Linked DNA regions of Mus musculus: region 1 is linked to region 2. Evidence: chromatin contacts called from public HiChIP or PLAC-seq data. All regions are on one chromosome and are shown on one strand. The core of a region is the stretch at or near the end of the contact, and the rest is flanking DNA. Distances in the headings are between cores, read along the strand shown. Region 1 holds the start of 1700063H04Rik (RIKEN cDNA 1700063H04 gene). Region 2 holds the start of Iqsec3 (IQ motif and Sec7 domain 3).

Region 1 (6,355 bases), core at 3,408-5,907, 920 kb after region 2:
TCTTCCCAGGCGTGCTCTCTGGTCCACCCACCTTCTGGGCTGTGAGTCTTCTCCGTAAGGCTTCTTTGGGCTGCATGATACAATGGGGTGAGCAAAAGATGAACAGCATGATAGGAACAGAAGCAGGAAGGATGGGGGAGGGCAGGGGTGCGAAGCCTTTCCCCGTGTTCCCATGGCTTCCCTCAGAATTTAAGAGAGGGGAGGTTTTCTTCAAAGCGTAGAATGACTTTGTTTCAATCCAGGGCGTTCGTGACCGGCCAGGAAAGATGCAACAAGCCAGAATCATCTGCGGCAAAGCTTTATTGCTTACTCAGGAGCAAGAGAGGAAGAGCGCGGCAGAGAGAGGCAGAGAGGAAGAGAGAGAGAGAGAGAGAGAGAGAGAGAGAGAGAGAGAGAGAGAGAGAGAGAGAGAGAGAGAGACGCAGAGAGACGCAGAGAGGCAGAGAGAGGGGCAGAGAGAGAGAGAGACGCAGAGAGACGCAGAGAGAGAGGCAGAGAGAGGGGCAGAGAGAGAGAGAGGCAGAGAGCAGAGGAAGAGAGCAGAGGAAGAGAGCAGAGGAAAAGAGGAAGAGAAAGAGACGAAGAGAGGGAGTGCCAGAACCCCGTCCCTTTTAAGGAGAATTATCCTCCGCCTAGGACGTGTCACTCCCTGATTGGCTGCAGCCCATCGACCCAGTTGTCATCACGAGAAAGGCAGAGCACATGGCGGGAAAACTGCCCCTGCACATGTGCAGATTAACTACTTAGAACACAGCTGTCAGCGCCATCTTATAATGGCAAATGTGAGTGCGGCTCCCCACAGGTGAGCATCAGATGAACAGCATGATAGGAACAGAAACAGGAAGGATGGGGGAGGGCAGGGGTGCAAAGCCTTTCCCCATGCTCCCATGGCTTCCCTCAGAATTTAAGAGAGGGGAGGTTTTCTTCAAAGCGTAGAATGACTTTGTTTCAATCCAGGGATGGGCTCTTTCTGTAAATTTCTTTCTAGACACAGCCTACATCTAGGGGCAACTTTAGAAAAAATTTCAGAGGCTTGACAGTGGGGTTTATAATGGATTAAAACAGCAACTGATGAGGTCATGAATTTTAATAAGGGAAGTGAACACTCATTTGGGTATTTCCAGTGAGCCAGTCTTCACACTGAGCACTTTCATAGGCTATGGGTATAGATGAGGCAAAAGGCTAAAGTAGAGGGCCAAGGGAGGACAACACAGAAGTTTCTAGACTGGGAATAGAGTATGTGGGTTGTGGCACTGACTGCCAGGATGAGGCACTGAGCATCCTGTATGGTTGTCTTCTCTACCTCTGAAACCATGCCTGAAAGACCTTGACAAGGACTGACTTGATGAGAGAGTGTCACTCCAGCCTCTGTTAGGGACAATTCCCTTTTAGCCACAGAGTTCATTGCTTCCTATAGTCTTTGTAATATTATTGAAGTTAATATGACCCGAGAGGAGATAAAGGAAGGGAAGGTATCAGCCATAATCATCAGAGGGACCAGTGAGGTCTCTTCCCCTTTAGAAGCTCAGACTGGCATGGCCTGGGGTCTTGTCACAGTGCCTGGATTCTGCATCTCTCTGGCAATCCTGGGCGATGCCAGTGAGGAGGTCACAGTGTGAAAGGTGACTGCCAAGAGTATAGGAGCCCTGAATTTTGATGGCTACCTTCTTTGAGGTGAGGGATGGATTGAGTGACATCACTGAGTAGGGTAGGGTGTTTGGTTTTATGCTGTTGTTTTGGTGCTGAGGGTGGAACTAGGGACCTTGTAACACATCCTAGGCCACCACTCTACCACTGAAGCGTGTTCCCAGCCCAAGTGACTCATTTCTAGTGAAGAGACAGAGCCGGAGTAATGGGTTATCCCTTCTTAGTATTATACAAAGACTGCAGGTTCTCTCTAGGGTGCAGGTTTGCCATCTCTGTAGAAAGGCAGCTGCCTGGTGATGCAGCAGCCCAGAGAAGACTCATGTGGTGAGCTATGGAAGGAGAACTCCAGCTGACAGCCGAAGCCAAGAACTGTGGCATTCAGTCTGTGTGCCTGTCAGAAACTGAGGCTTTGAAGCGGGCTTGAAAGCCAATCTTCTCCTCTCGAGTCTGCAGGTGAAAACACAGCTAGACAGCTTCAGGAGAGACCTGGATGCCGTACAGACCAAGGGTGGGATCATATGCCAATAATCCCAGCACTTGGGAGATGGAGGCTTGGGTCAGAAGTTCAAGACCATCCTTAGCTACAAAGCCAATCTGAGGTCAACCTGAAATATATGTGACTGTGTATAAATAAATACATGTTTGTTCTTCCAACCCACTAAGTTTTACAGTCATTTAGAACTAATACATATTTTGATGGCAGTTATTTACTCCAAGAGAACAGCCAGTTGGTTGGTATGAAGATTAAATGATTCAGTATAGGGGCTGGAAGGATGGCTCAGAGGTTAAGATCACTGGCTGCTCTTGTCCAGTACCTTGGTTCAATTTCCAATATGGGCATGGTGGCTCACAACCACCTATAACTCCATTTCCAGGGATCCTCTTCTGACCTCCACAGGATCCTGTATGCACATGGCACATGGACACACACCAGGCATATACACATCAAACAAACAAACAAACAAACAAACAAACAAACATTGTTACAGGATATATTTGATCACACTGTGAACCTTGAGATTGGTTTATTTGCTGAAAAAGCTGTTTCTAGTTGTGGTGTGGCTCAGTCTTAGCACACATTTCATCCTTCTGGCTGGAATTCAGACATGCCCTTAGTACACACCTTTAATCCTAAACAATGAAGGTAAAGTTAGTTTGTGGAAGGCAGTGCCCATGTTTGAAAGTGATGCCTAATTGAATAGCAGACCAAGTGACAAATCAGAGAAAGATTTGACAGAATAGGATACACCCAACTCTCAGGAGAACAGACAGGAAAGAGAGCCTACTTAAGAGAGAAGTGCAGAAAAGAAAAAGGGGAGAGAGAGGGGAGGAGAAGAGAGAGGGGGTGGGGGAGAGAGAGGAGTTTTACAGAAACAGGTTAAAGAGAAAACAAGCTAGATACAGCTGAAGACAGAACAAGCCAGAGAATAAGAAGAAGCCAGAAGATTAGAACATACTGCCAGAGTTGGCTTGAGGTCAAGCAGAGCAATTCAGTTGGTTCAATAGAGTTCAGAAAAAAAAAAAAAAGAAAAAGAAAAATCTTGCGCGCGCTCGACTGGCCAGGAAGAACGACGCTGCAACAGGATCCTTCTGCACACGTTTATTGGGAGAGCTTGATTGTAGAGGCGAAAGACCCTGAGCCCAGAACTGGCGCTGCTTACATAGGCCTAGGAGAGGTGTATCTCACATCTGATTGGTTAACTTGTCTTGGCAAAAGAACCTTCACTGCCTATGTATGTGTGGTGGCCAGCAGTAGCCAACTGCCACTCTGCAACTGCCACTCTGCAACTGCCACTCTGCAACGGCTTCCCACAGAAAAAAGAAAGGGTGAGCTCACTCAGCAGTAAGTCTCAGAGGTTGGAAACATTCTAGGCCTAGATAAGACTATACAGAGGCTAGAAGCTTCCAGGACTAGGCCTAAGTTAACACAGTAAGCCTCAGAGACAACAATTACAACAGGAGACTAGAAGATACTATTACAAAATATTTTTTAAGAAATGGGTAGGACTGGTGAGATGGCTCAGTGGTTAAGAGCGCCTACTGCTCTTCTAAAGGTCCTGAGTTCAAATCCCAGCAACCACATGGTGGCTTATAACCATCCTTAACGAAATCTGATGCTCTCTTCTGGAGTGTTTGAAGACAGCTACAGTGTACTTACATATAAAAAAAATAAATAAATAAAAAATATTTTTAAAAATGGGTAAACACATTAAAGCAGACTAGTTACCTGTCCTGTGGTGAGTCCTTGTCCTGTCATAAGTACCAAAAGCTCTCCTTTCACCCTCAGGATATTCCAGGTTGGATGGATTTGTTTGGACATCATTTTTGAGTCTTTGCTCATTTACTTACCACATAGCCTCGGAAGGAAAGGAGAGAGGGAAATAAACGGGAGGAAAGCAGAAGCAAGCACATGGAGCAGGAAACATGGAGGGAGGTCTCCAAGCCTGCCGGCTTCCCAGCCCATCAGCCCTCGCTTCCCCAGCTTGACAGGTCTTTGCACCATCAGCGCACAGGCAGCTGGAGGCCAGATAATCTGGCCATGAGTCTACGGGCACTCACGATCACGTGAGTCTGAACCCGAATGATTAAAGAGATAAAGTTCTGGAAAGTGGAGCATGACAGCACGGGCCTGTAAACACTCCTCAGCAGGCTGGGTCAGGAGCTCGAACCCAAATCCCGGCTGGGTTACAGAGTGCGTTCAAGGCCAGTGGAAGCAGCTTTGTGGAGACTCCATCTCAAAATAAAAAGCAGGCTGGGAGGTGGGAATGGGATGAGAAAGGATAACGGGAGGTGGGAACGATAAAAATGTAGTCATGTATGGAACTGTCCAAGAATAATATAAATTAAAACCAACAAACAAAAAAGTAGAGCGTTTGGTTAGGGGGCTTGAAGCCGTGTGCTCAACTTACATATGAAGGAAGGAAGGAAAGAAGGGAGGTGGGAGGGGGCAGGGGTGGAGAGAGAAGGGTGGTGTGAGCATAGAAGATAGTGCTAGGGAAACTCGGGGCCTGAGACGCCAACATGGCCTCTCCCAGGGAAGTCCCGTATGCTTCCAATTTAGGGACAGCCTTGTGGTGTGGGCCCGAGACTCCAGGGCTGCACAGCTTCTAGTATCCCCATTCTCATCCCGATGCAGTCCTTTAGATAACTGAAGACGGTGGAAGTAAGGATTCCCCACGAATGACTGAGTAAAAGCAGCGTCAGGTCAACCAAGAGTGGGCAGAAAGCAGTCAGCCCAGGCGAAGCCTTTGGAATGGGAGGTTGTAGACTGTCACAGCCTTCCGCTCAGTGATGGCACCGGGAACTGTGGCCTGGATCACCCTGATCCCCAAGAATCTAAGTTAGGTCTGCTGGGTGTGGGGGGAGCAGCAGCGCCTTGGAGAGGACTGATCTGCAAAAGGAAAAGTAGAGGCGTCCGCACCCGAGAAAAGGGGTGTCACGATTATGTGGCTGGTGGGGTGTCACGATTATGTGGCTCTTGGCTTGTCAAAAATGGGAACGTAGTCAGTGTTTTTAAGCATCAGTGTGGACTTAGGGTGAACATGCAGTGTGCGTGCGCTTCGTGGATGTGTAGTTTGTTCTCCGGGGGTGGGGCTGGGGGAGGAGTTCCTGACACTGAGATTTTCCAAAAAAAACGATTCTGACTTTTCTGCAGACTCTATCCCATCGCTTACATGAAACTTACTGGAATCAATTCCCACAGCCAGGTCTCTGGGAAAGACTTGGAGTCCTCTGAGAGCCCTCTGTCTGCGGGCGATGGCGATAGCGATGCCAACCCAGCCTTCGGGGCAATACCGCCATCTGCTGACGAGGCTAAGAAGAAAATACAGGAAAACAAGACTCCCATTATGATCTGGGAGATTGGTAAGAAATTCAGAGCCAACCAGAGAACTCACTCATACAAAGAAAAGGACCGCCACGGAGAGGAGAAGTCAGAAAGGCCACCGGGGAAGTACGGACAAAGAGTTGTGATCAGAGACTGAACAGATACGGGATCCAGGCTTCAAAGGCTCTTCCTGGAGAGATATTCTGGAAATGTCCTGCATCTACGACACAGAACCAATCTGAAGTGGCAGACTCGGTCTGAGAGCAGAGCTGGTTTTCAGGGTCCAGGGTCCCACAGCTTACCTCCCTGAGTGGCAGTGCTGTCGAGTGGAGGGTAGCAACTGCCATCTCCTGGCTTCTTGACTTTGGCATCTAGTAAAGTTTTCAAGTGCATGTCCTGACCATAGAGACCAACAAATGATGCGTCAATGTGCCCAATGAGGTCTAGCTAGCTCAGCCACAAATGTATTAAAAATAAAGATGTTTATGCTTTCTACAAGCGTTAGTCACTGGGTCCTCAGAATTTGACCATTCTTTAAAGTCCTGAACTCACAATCATCTTATCCACCTCTAGCTCTGTCATGACTTCAGGAGGTGTCGAGAGGGGGGTGAAGAGAAGGAGAAGGAAGAGGAGGAGGAGCAGGAGGGGGGAGACCAGGAGGACGATGGGGGTGGTGGAGAAAGAGATTTCAGCATAGATCTAAACACCAAAGATTTTCTAAACGGCAGGTACAGTGTGACAACCGACTTTGATGCTCTCTCCACACTGCGCGCTGAACTTGCTTTGCCTCCAACTCCGGAACACACACGAGATCTTTCTCTTCACCTAACTCCTTCCTCCACCCCCACCCCTTCTTGACAGGGTTTTTCTTTGTAACCCTGG
Region 2 (6,388 bases), core at 3,731-6,230:
TTCACTCCCTCCTCAAGTGAGCCTTCCTCGGACCCCACTTTCTAACTAGTGTGTTTGGAATCCTCTGGCTAGTGATGGCAGCAAATGGACAGGAGAGGAGTGAGCTATGGCAACAAGGCATGTCTAGGCTCAAGACATGCTGAGACTGCCCCTACCCACTGACATGACTCAGGCAGGGACGCTCTGTCAGAGAGAGGAGTGATGTCTGCGTGTAACACAGATGTATCCCAGGACTGAATCTGATAGACAGTTTCATTTCTGGCTATCTTTGGCTCTTACTATTTTCTGACACAAGCCCTCACCTCTAGCCAAGAAACCCTTCCCTCTGGTTCCAAATCTCTGCGTATGCCCATTCTTTTTACTCTATAATATTCAGAGAGTAGATGGCTCTAGACGGCTGCAGTATGCTTACACTTGCTTAAACATTTCTAGATGTGCCTTGTTATATGTCATGTAAGGCCCACTTCCTTCCTTCCTGTCTTTCCACAGCGCAGAATTCAGGCTTTTAAAGAGACAGAACACCTGATACATTTAGCTCACTGATAGAACTCCACACTCTGGAGAGCTTTCAGGGTGAGCCAGTCAGACACTTGCCACCTTCAGGAAGACCACCCTCACTCAACAGTAGAGATATCTGCTCCAGTCAGCATCCTAGTCAACTCCCGCTAAAAGGCATCTGCATAAATCATTGCGCTGTCCCCAGGCCCTGGGCAGTATGATGCTAAAGAACTCTAGAGATGACTGAAGATGTGTTTCATGTGGTGCTAGGGGGTGGAGCTCAGTGCTAGAACATGTGCTTAGCATGTTCAAAGCCATGGGCATGATCTTTATTAGGAGAAAAACAAGGGGGGGGGAACATTCAAGAAAAGAGGGGGGAAAGACGAGAAGGAGGAAAGTAATGAAGGAGGGAAGGATGCTCCAGGAGGGTAAGGGAGGAAAAGTCGAAGCCATAGTAAGTACTAAGGGCACTTAGACTTCCACACTGAGTCAGGAAGTACAGAGAAAATGGTGAATTTGAAGCATGACGCCCAAACCTTACCTCGATGTGATTAATCACCTGCTTCTGGGGCTGGGGACACAGAGAAGCCCTGGGATCCTAACTAAGCAGTGATTGAGTAGGTGGGCAAATATGCTGTAATGGAAGCCATGGTCACAAAGGCAGCTTCTATAGCAAGGGGTCTTTTCCAGGTCAGGCTGAGACCTGGCTCCAGCCAGGAAAAAGATAATAATCAATTCCGTAGATGCTGTGAGCCTTGATTGGAAAAAAAAAACAAAGAGGAAGAAGCTATGCTTGCTGCTTCCATTAAATAGCATAAACATTGGGGCTTGCGCTAGCAGGAGCGGGAAGCAGGCAGAGAAAGGACGCTAACCCCTAGGGCTTCTGTAATATGGCTGTACTCACCCGCCTCCACACTGCTGCTTTCTTAGCTTGGATCCCAAGGCCAACTCCTTTGTGTGTCCCCCAGCTGAAGGAGGGAGAGAGGCCAGGCTGCACACTAATCCCTATCAGATGGCCACTAAATGATCTATCATTTCTCAGCTCCTGAGCTCCTGTGCTCCTTCCCAGAGTTGGGAAAGAAGAGGACTTGAAGGAGAGAGCCGACTGTGTGGCTGGCAATGTGTGTGTGTGTGTGTGTGTGTGTGTGTGTGTGTGTGTGTGTGTGTGTGTGTGTACGGTATCTAACAGTGTTTACCCATCTGTAGTCACCTATATAGACCTACATTCTCCTTTTGTAATGAGGACAGAGAGGAATAAGCAAAGCTTTGCAGGAAACTTGTGATCTGAAGACCTTCCTGTTCCATCTCTTCCCTCTCTGCACAATAGGGAACTGACTTAGCAGAAGCATGGGATAGGACCAGGTGGGGCTCAGGGGCACTGGTCCAGGTGGGGCTCAGGGGCACTGGCTGCTGGTCCTGGTCCCTTCCTTCACCCTATACATGGAGGTCTCTCTCTACCTGCTGGATCCATCTATCCTTGCCCCATGGGCTAAGGAATTCCCAAAGGATAAACATCCATGAGGCCATGGGTAGAGGACAGAGTGAGCTAAATTAATGAGCCACAGTGATTCACTCCTGAGTTCTATGGGGGAGATGTTGCTTGAAGTCAGGCAAAAACATGGGAGAGAAATATCATTCCAGGGACCTCCAGCCATCCGAGGTGTGCTTTACTTCACAAAGAAGGGAAGAAAGTTGAAGGGAAGTAAGGTAACTATGTGCTCACTCTTGATGTTTCTGGGTATCTAGGCCTGAAAAAGGCTGGAGACTCCAGAGAAGCTAATGTTACGATAAACCCCTTAGTGCCTAGTAACATGTTCACAGCATCTTCCATTGCCTTCCACCATGCTGGTTGGTTCTTATTTTTGGTCCATGGGAAGCAGAAACAGGGTAGGGAAGACAGAGTTCAAGGATGTCACATGGTATTGACATGTGAGGCCCGAGAGGAATCCAGGTGATTCCTCAACCTCTGGACTCCTAGCAGGAACATCTGTATAGAAGGCATGGGCTCTCTGGGACCCTTTGGGGGCCACAGAGAAGTCTTTCTCCAAGAACAAGATCAGTCATCAATTCTTATCAATCACAGCTTCCCAACAAGTTGCAAAGACACTGAGGCTGTAATAGGAGAGAAAGAGGATACCAGATATAATGAGGAGAGAATTCAAGTGAAGAATTCTAAGTGTCAGGCCTCTATGGCTGCCCCCATGGTAGTGGGGTGGAATTGTTCCCTCTGTTGGGGGAAAAGGCTATATAATATCGTGGAAGAATGTTGCCTTTAGCTGAGTTGTGGACATTGAGGAAAACCCAACTCTCTGGTTTTCAGACCAAGGGGGGAAAAAAAAGACAGCCATAAAACTGAAAGACAAATAGGCCACGGAGGATTTTTTTGGGTCTTGAATCAGATGCTTCAGGTCTATCAAGCCAGGTCATCCCTGAGCTTCTGTGCTTCTGTCCAAACCTACCCTGTGATCAAGCATGCCTACTTCACCTTTTAAACTCCACTTTGATGGGAGAGGAAAGTGAGGTAGGGGGCAGAGAAGAGGTGAGCTTTTAAGTGATGCAGCCAGTCTTCACAAGTGTCTTCCAGACATAAAGCACATGCAAATAGAGATGAGGCACTCGGCGGCTCTCCTCACTTGCCCCTCCCTCTCCTGTAGCATCACACCATGAAGGCCACTGCTAACCAGGTACTGATTGCCACGGGGCTGTTCTTCTCTCGCCTGTCTAAAAAGAAGCAATACTGACAGCATCGCCAGGCTCTTTCAATACAGAGGAGAAAACGTTCCAGCCCCCTTTATCTCATCCTCCCACATTCCTATACCATGGACCTCACAAGTGAAAAGAAATCTTGAGGCCCTAGACTCTGCGTGGGGACAATTAATATTTCTCCTGGAATCCAAGATGAGGTTTCCTAATAACCAAAGGGAAACAAGGCTTGCCATAAGAGGCCACCACAGAGATTTATAGAGGCATTACATTCAAGAAACTGCTTTCCAGCTGTCTCTGATCTCATTGTTCTCTTCCCATGATTTGAACCCAGATAAGCTTCTGAGTCAGTGGAGAGCTCCAGCCAGGTGAGTCCTCAAGCTGAAACAGAGACATCCAGGAGTCTGGAGGGTTGTTTCTGCGTATGCCTTGGCACTATAGAGGCTCAGCATAAAGATGTTCACTTGGGTCAGAAGGGAGAAAGCTTTCCCAAGTGAGCCACTCCTGGCTCTGACTCCCACTGCATCAGATAAAGAGCCAGCTCCTTCCCCTGGGCAGCGCTGTCTCCCACCATTCATCTTCCTGTATCCAGCTCCCCTGCCTGTTCCCGTTCCCCCCCCACCTCCTGTCCTTTGCTTTATCCTACCCACTCTAATCCTTGCTGCTGGACCCCAGCCCCTATAAAGCGCTTAAACTTCCTGATCAAGTCTGTTTTGGTGTCTCACTCTTTATTTAAACAGTTGTACTATGCAAACTCACTTCCGAATTTTTCCTAGCTTAAATCCTTCAATGGTCCCCTGCTTTGGCTTAATTTTTTTGCCCCCAACTTCCTCCCAATTTTATCTCCCTTAATTTCTGGAAGTTATCATTATCCCCAACCAGTTAAAGCCCATTCCTCTCATTTTTTGCTCCAAAGATGGTCCAAATACTTCCTTTGGCTCCAACCACCACAGACCTTCCAACGCGGATCTCAAGCCCTCCTTTGCGGGACTCTCCTTGACACATTTTTTTACCCAAGGCATTTTTGCCCGCTTCACTTCACAGTGCTCAAGTCCTTCACTCTTACACACAGATTTCCCATTTCCTCACACCCACTTGCTTCTCCCACCTCCTTGTCCCCACTCACTCGGGTCTCCTGCTCAGGACGCCCTTGCCGAGGGCGGCGGGGGATGCGTGTTGAAGCAGGGCTCCCGCGGCAGCACAACAACTCGAGGGACGCTCCTTCTCCTTGTCAGCTATGGCCCCGGGTGCCACCGGGTGCTGGTGGGGCGACTGAGGAGTCTGAACCCTGCTGCTGGGTGCAGGTTGGGGCTGCGCCAGGAGCTGACCGTGGTGCTGAAGCGGCGGCTCCGGTGAAGCGGGTATGAGCTGTCCGTGGTCCTGAAGCGGTTCCTGGGCCGCAGCGGCGGCCGGAGCAGTGACTGCAGGAGCAGGCAGTGGGGCAGACGGCGGCGGGGGAACCAGCCCAGGCGGAGGCTGGGCTTGCAGCAACTGCTGGTGTTCCCACAGGCTGCGGTTCTCCGCGCTCAGCTCGTCTAGACGCCGCTCCAGCTCATCGATGCGCTGGCGCTGGGTATGGATGAGGCTTTGCTGGTTCTGCACGATGGCCGTGAGCTCCTTGAGGTAGAGCACGGCGCGCACCGGGTTCTCCAGCAGGCTCTCCATGCCGCCCGCCGCCGCCTGCGCCCTGCCTGCGCCTAGGCGGGCGGCGGGGAGCGTGAGCGCGCAGGAGCCCAGCAGCCCAGCAGCTCTGGCGGTCGGTGGCCTCCCTCCCTCTCTCTCCCTCCCCTTCCCGCCGTCGCCTGCGCGTCACCGCCACACAGGCATTCGCACACGCACTGAGGGGCGGACCGGCGCCAGGGCCCACCTCCCACCTCTGGGCTTCGTGAGGAACCCTGCTTCCCGCGGGGGCGTAGGAGAGGCGGGTGGGGATGGGGAGCAGAGGGGAAGAGGCTGGGTCGAGCAAAATACTCTATGAAAATCCAGGATGGAGATCAGTCCTACCAGGGAAGAAGGAAGAGCCAACCCAAGCAGAAGCGCTGGGAAAGTGCTATAGAACTAAGACAAAAAGGAAGCCGCCAGAGAAAGATGAAGAATAAAGGAAGCTGCCAAAGACATAGAGAAGTACAGGCACCCAGCTCTAAAAGGTCACAGTCACGTTTTCCTGTATCTAGGCACCTCAGAGGCAGGGCCCATTTTTAAGACCTTCTAGGGAGGAGACACACCTGCCTTTTTGATGCTCAACAATTTGCTCTGTAGGATGTCCGTGAACAGTTATGAGACCCTAGAGAACAAGGCGTGTGTCTGTTGCTTAGTTCTGGCGGGGGTAAGTTAAGGCAGGAAGGCTGCACATGCAGGGATTTTTCTCTGGAAATGAGATCTCATGGCTCTTTGGACCTCTCTGACAGGAACAGAAACCAAATAGAACCTCTGAGGTTCCCGCTTCCAGAACCTTCTGAAGCAACCATTCTTTTTGACAGTTAGGAAGCACATGCAATTAGTAAATACTGGACTAGGAGATGATATAATAAAAACTACCAGGATGGATTTGTTGGCTTCTTGTAGCTTATAAGCAGTGGATCAAAGACTTAATAATTAATTTTGAAAGGTGGGAGTAAGACAGAGCTGTGATCAGAGTGTTGTAGGAGTCACCAGTCTGGGGATCTCCGGAATGCTTCTTGGAAGAATTAACATTTGAGGAGGGAGGGGTTTTCCTGGAAGCTCAGAGACATGAATCAACATGGAATTATCTGTTAATTTTTCAGTTTTTGCACATAACATCCACTAGATGCAGCATTATACTAGGTCAGCCAGGAGGAAAATTAAGGCAGGAAGGCTGCTAGGGCTAGATTTTTCTCTAGAAATGAGGTCTCAGGGTATTTGGAGTAATAATTCATATGCAACAGTGTGCGCTCATTCTGACTACACAGCTCCGTGGATTTTGACAGTATACACCCGATCGCTCATCACTACAAACAAAAAAACTGTTACGTGTAATAAGCACCCCTCTGCTCTGTTCAACTTCTTGTCCCCAGCCCCAGCTAAGCACTCATCTGCTTCCTCTAAACACACATTAGTTTTGCCTGTTGTGGAATCTAATATTAACGAAGTCACATAATGTATACTTGCTTGTGTCTGATATGTATGTGGTCCCTCCATTCCGTTACAAATACCATTAATTTCTTTT

What was found. HiChIP or PLAC-seq counts read pairs in DNA pulled down with a chosen protein or histone mark.
Region 1: an H3K27ac HiChIP or PLAC-seq map of embryonic stem cells shows a contact between it and region 2, with 6 times the contacts expected there. The contact joins the promoter of 1700063H04Rik here to the promoter of Iqsec3 in region 2. A contact is called at or near these places in 2 of 39 promoter capture datasets (embryonic stem cells and liver) and 1 of 115 datasets of contacts at active chromatin or transcription factors (embryonic stem cells).

Annotation. Positions count from the first base shown.
Region 1 is chr6:122,386,722-122,393,076 of GRCm38.p6, forward strand. It overlaps 1700063H04Rik (RIKEN cDNA 1700063H04 gene), which reads left to right and starts at 4,658. Exons shown (of 2, transcript NR_152109.1): 1 at 4,658-4,810; 2 at 5,303-5,966. RefSeq lists an enhancer at 5,884-6,355.
Region 2 is chr6:121,468,698-121,475,085 of GRCm38.p6, forward strand. Iqsec3 (IQ motif and Sec7 domain 3) reads right to left here and starts at 4,981. Exons shown (of 14, transcript NM_001033354.3): 1 at 4,328-4,981. The coding sequence starts at 4,866.